2 separate regions of the Macaca mulatta genome follow, and region 1 is linked to region 2. Evidence: chromatin contacts called from public Hi-C data. All regions are on one chromosome and are shown on one strand. Each heading gives the region's core, a stretch centred on a gene start, on an enhancer-like site or on the middle of the called end of the contact. The rest is flanking DNA. Distances are from core to core; before and after follow the strand shown. Region 1 holds the start of ZNF267 (zinc finger protein 267). Region 2 holds the start of LOC714758 (KRAB domain-containing protein 5).

The links. Hi-C and Micro-C count contacts between places; a contact is called where the count stands out from the background.
Region 1: a Hi-C map of cortical neurons shows a contact between it and region 2, with 1.9 times the contacts expected there. The contact joins the promoter of ZNF267 here to the promoter of LOC714758 in region 2. A contact is called at or near these places in 3 of 14 Hi-C or Micro-C datasets (CD4 T cells, cortical neurons and fetal cortex germinal zone).

The regions. Positions count from the first base shown.
Region 1 is chr20:30,510,431-30,513,130 of T2T-MMU8v2.0, reverse strand. It overlaps ZNF267 (zinc finger protein 267), which reads right to left and starts at 1,309. Exons shown (of 4, transcript NM_001278474.1): 1 at 1,129-1,309. The coding sequence starts at 1,131.
Region 2 is chr20:30,417,449-30,420,148 of T2T-MMU8v2.0, reverse strand. It overlaps LOC714758 (KRAB domain-containing protein 5), which reads right to left and starts at 1,307. Exons shown (of 6, transcript XM_077986030.1): 1 at 1,137-1,307. LOC144338016 reads right to left here. Exons shown (of 5, transcript XM_077986031.1): 5 at 1-2,700.

The DNA of each region.
Region 1 (2,700 bases), core at 60-2,559, 93 kb before region 2:
AAAAGAGGCACAAAGATTTTTTTGCAGTGGAGTGTCAGGGACTTTTTTATTCTCTCTTTCCTCTCATGTGAAATGTATACCAAAATAACACAAATCTTTAAAAAAGTGTCATCCACTGCTCTGTGAAATCATGATTAATGAATAAAATACTCTATATGAAATGTACAGTAAATGACCAGTAGTTAATAATGTTGTGAATTGGAGAGGGGAAGTTAGCCTTTGGAAATGTCGGGAAGGAACTGGAAATTTAATATTTTACTGCAAGCCCCGTTAGACTGGGAGAACACAGTGGTGGATTTGAAACTCTGCGTGCCACACACGTTAGGAAACCGCAGGGGAAAACCAGTTCCCCTGGGCAGTGTTAAGATGATTAACGAGCAGGCGATTATACGGAAGTAGTTATAGTGCCCCAGGTTTCTAGGAAGAAAAACCAAAACCAAACTCACATGCATTTCTTGTAAATTACAACTTTAGGGGAAAACAAAATTCAGACTTAACGAACCACAAAGCTCCAATTCACCTCCACCTGCATAGTCTAAATAAGGCAACTACAGAACTGTAACCCATCGGTTAATTTGGTCCGCTTACTCATGCACCTTATAAAAAACATTTCCTTCAAGCCCCTGTGGGGACCTCCGAACCACAAACCAGGACTGCAGGTTTCCCACGTCACAAATCGCTATTTGCTCAAATTCTTCAACGTTTTAACAGTGACTCCCTTTAATTCTTAATAGGAGAAAGGAGTGACTGAGGACCCCACGGGGCAGTTTCTCCCCACACACGAACCACACACCGAACCTGGGTCTCCCCTGAGACGCTCCCGTCCTCACCGCACAATCTGGGGGAGACGGGGGGCTGCGGCGCGGAGCCGCCCAGAGAGGGCTCTGGCCAGGGCCGAGGTCGCTCTGCGGGGTCGGGACGGGACGGGACAGGACGCGAGGGGTCCCGGCTGCCGGCCTGGCGGCCATCTTGCAGCGGAGGAGACCGAGGGCCGAGCTGCGCCCGCTGGGACTCGGGGACCAGACCCCGGAGCTGACTGCGGGGAGGCCCGGGTGCCCCTACAGCGGGTTCTGGCCGCTTCCGACCACCCCCTTCCCCACTCTGGGGACCCCCGACCCCCACACTCACCATTTCCCAGCTTCCGGGATGCTCTGGCGTCTTAGCTACGGATCTCCCAGTGCCTGCAGGTCACAGAACAACAGAGACTGTTTATTCTCAGAACGTGAAGCTGCCTGGGCCTCCCAGAACTAAAGACTCAAGGCCGTGATGAGGAGACCCGACCTCTAACTGGAGCCGACAAAGGCCCCCGCCAAATCCCGGAAGCCGCCCCTGCTCTCCGGCTTCACTCCTGATTGGATGGTTTCCATTCCAGCGCCTCTGATTGGATAAAGCTCCATGCCCCGCCCCCTCACTACTAGTGGGTTTTTTTATTTTTATTTTTTATTTTTTTGAAAGGGAGACTGGCTCATTGAGGTGGGGCCGCCTGCCGCGGGTATTACAGCTAATTAAGGGGTGAGCTGCGACTTGAAATGCACTTGATCTTTCCCTTACCTGGTTCTGCTTGTATAAGACATCTTATTAGCTAATTAAGAAGTACATTTAGACACCTTTAAAGCAAGAAAGACCCTCATCCCGTACCACACTGTACCCCACTGCTAACGCCACCGTGGGAGGGGGCCCCTCAGCTGGGAACAGAAGACTGTACACTTCATTCACGTGTTTTCAATTAGGCCTTTGCATGATACATACACTGAACCAGTACAAAAGCATCTTATAGGGGCATGCAGGCTGGGGTCCCAGGAGGATGTTGCGGGCAGTGGTGGAACGTGGAAGAGGGGCTGGCCTCTTCTTCTAATCTACAACTCTGTCCCCGTCTCCTGGAGTCTGCATCACTGGCAAGGGGCCCGCTGACTGTCCGTCTGTCTCTCCTTCTCAATCCCTTCAAGCTCAGGGAAGAAGGGTCCTTGGCAGCGACAGGGCTGGGAGCTCAGTTCCTCTGGGCCCTGCTGGCTCAGGCTCAGTGGCCATGGACTCCTCCTCTGGTTTTTGTTTTTGTTTTGAGACAGGGTCTCACTCTATTGCCCACGCTGGTGCAGTGTGCAATCATGACTCACTGCAGCCTCCCGGGCTCAAGCAATCTTCCCACCTCAGCCACCTGAGTAGCTGGAACTACAGGAACATGCGACCATGCCCGGCTGATTTTTGTATTTTTTGTAGAGATAAGGTTTCACCATGTTGCCCAGGCTCGTCTCGATCTCCTGAGCTCAAGCGATCCTTCCACCTTAGCCTCCCAAGTAGCTGGGGCTACAGGTTACTAGTCAGTTCTCCAACTCCTGAGCTCAAGTATTCTGTCCGCCTTGACCTGCCAGAATGCCCTATCCCTGTTTTTCTGGAGTCTTGGAGCTAGTGGCGCTGCAGCACCTCTGCTTTCAGATTCTCCTAGTCTTCCCGCTGAGTAGAAGGTGGGAGAGGAGGTGGGTGTCAGACTGGGCCAGGGCCCTAGGCCCCCATCTAGCTTGGTTAAACTCCCAGTTGGGACAGTTTAGGCGCTGTGCCTTATTCAGTGAGACGCGTGGAACAAATACTTCCCTCCCCAAAGCAGAAAGATCCCTGATTGCTGACAATCAGGATTCTATGTGCTTGACTCGGCCTGGGGCCCTGCTGCCTCTCACCCTCACACCCAGTTCCAATTGCTGCACT
Region 2 (2,700 bases), core at 58-2,557:
TCTTCCCATCTCATCAGCTCTCCACAAGCATCCAGCGAGCTCTAAAACCTACCCCAGGATAACAAACGTCAGGCCTTCTTCCACTCTCCTGGCACTGCACGCCTTCTGGGGAGTGCTGCCAATCCTACTTCAAGTGAAGGGACAGGGGCAGGTGCCCAGCCAGTTAGATGTTCAGTGACCTAACAGGTTTCAGGAAAACAGCATAAATCACTCAAACACCGTTTTTATAGAAAGGAAGGAAACGGTAAGGCACTTACACTTTATACTTCAACAGGTAAGGCCACAATACCTCTTTCGGGCACGAAACATGTCATTTAATTATTTCCATAACAGCAGAAAATTTAGTATCTGTGAACACTTCTAGGAGGTGCCAAGTTCTGTCTCATAAAATCTGGCATTAAACTCGGACATCCAGTTAGCAGTAGAATATGGAACAGAGATATCCACTGTCACAAATCCTCCACTGCAAAAGAGAGGCCCTGACGTTTTAATGAATGTTTGTAATTGACCAATTAATCCAGCACACTTTCTGTGGAAATGTATTCGTTTTCTACAGCCATAGTGGAAGAGAGATTGCCCGTTTCTTTTCCCCAGCAGCATTTCCAAGCTAAGCCCTGGGATTTTGAAATCGCCGCTTCAGAGGACCCTAAACCACAAACCACGGCGGCAGGCTTCCCATTTCACCAATCGCTGTTTGCCCAAATAAACCCTTCCACGCTTTAAGGGTAAGTCCCTTTAATTTGTAAGAGGAAAAAGGAGACTGGGACACCATGGGGCACAGTATCTTCCCACACACGAATCACACACCGACCCGGGGTTTCCCCTGAGACCCTCACGTTTTCACCGCACAATCTGAGGAGACGCGGGGCTGCAGCACAGAGCTGCCCAAAGACGGCTCCTGCCAGGGCCAGGTCGCTCTGCGGCGTCGGGACCGGACAGGACGCACGGGGTCCCGGCTGCCGACCCGGCCGCCATCTTGCGGCGGAGGAAACCAAGGGCCGAGTTGCGCCCGCGGGGACCCGGGGCCCACACCACGGAGCTGACCTTGGGGAGGCCCGGGTGCCCCCAAAGCGGGTTCCCGCCGCTTCCGACCGCCCCTCTCACTCCTCTGGGGACCCCCGACCTGGCACATTCACCATTTCCCAGCTTCCGGGATGTCCTGGCGTCTTAGCTACGGAGCTCCCAGTGCCTGCAGGTCACAGAGCAACAGAGGTTCCGTCTGTTCTCAGAACGCGAAGCTGCCTGGGCCTCCCAGGTGGAAGGACTCGGAACCCTGGTGAAGTGACCCAGCTCTCACTGCAGTCAACAAAGGCCCCCGCCAAATCCCAGAAGCAGCCCCTGGTCTCCGGCTGCTCCCGATTGGACGATTTCCACTCCAACGCCACTGATTGGGTAAAGCTCCAGGCCTCGCCCCCTCATTAGTTCTGTTTTTGAATGGGAGACAGGCATTGAGGTGGGGCCGCCTGCTGAGAGTATTACAGCTAATTTAAGGGGTGAGCTGGGACTTGAAATGCACTTGCTTTCCCGTACCTGGTTTTGCTTGTATAAGGCATCTTATTATCTAATTAGGTTTAAGAAGGAGGGCATTTGGACACCTTTAAAACAACTTTTTAACCGTTCTAATAACACAAGAAAGACCTTCATCCCATCCCTTAGCCCCTCTCATCGCACGGTACCCCACTGCTCAGGACATAACTGTGGGACTGCAGAGGGAACTGCTGGGGTTTGGGGGAGCACGCAGGAGGCTTCAATGGCCAAGGTAATGGAGGCTTCCCTTGGCTGTCACTTAAAATCTCGGGGTCAGGGAAACTAATGGACATGAGGATTGTAATTTTTTTTTTCTTCTCTGAATTTGCAAGAAATAAAGGACGATCCAAGCGTCCCAAAAGGCATTCAATTATACATGAGGCCGAGGGCCTCCCTGCTCTGGAGAGGGATGGCCTGGCATCAGCCACCAGCTGTAGTGAGCTGAGATGGTGCCACTGCAATGAGCCTTAAACTTCCCTCTTGTAGACAGGCCGCCTCCACACACCCGTTTCTCACATCGCAGGCTCTATCCCTACGGTCCATCAAGGCGGGCTGCCTTCTTCCCATGTCATTAGCTCTCCACAAGCGTCTAGTGAGCTCTAAAACCTACCACAGGATGGCAAACGTCAGACCCTCCTCCACTCTCCCAGCACTGCACGCCTTCTGGGGAGTGCTGCCAACCTCACTTCAACTGAAGGGACAGGAGCAGGTGCCCAGATGCTCAGTGACCTAACAGGTCCACCGTGCCCAGGGCCTGACCCCACAGCCTAGCACCCATCCCCCACCCGCCCTGCACTCCAGACTTTTTCCTCCAATGACAGGGGATGTTCACCTGTGCCACAATCCCATGAGTCTAGTGAGTGGGCCAGGCAAATCCCAGCTGAGTGCCTGTGACTCCACCCTCTTACCTCCCACTCAGATGGCATTATAAGCATAACCTTGAATATGAGCTAATTTATACATATGCCTCTCCTGGTAACCTGCGGGACAACAGCCCTCACAATCCAGAGGCTGGGGAAGCAGGTTTCAAAACCTCACTTCATTCCGATGTGAAATGAAGACATGATGGTTTAAAAATGAGAAAAAGTTCCTGAGAAGCTGTGGGAGTGCTTCACTTGCCAGCTCATGCCCACTCCCTCTGAAACAAGGTGTCTGGTGACACCATATCCATAA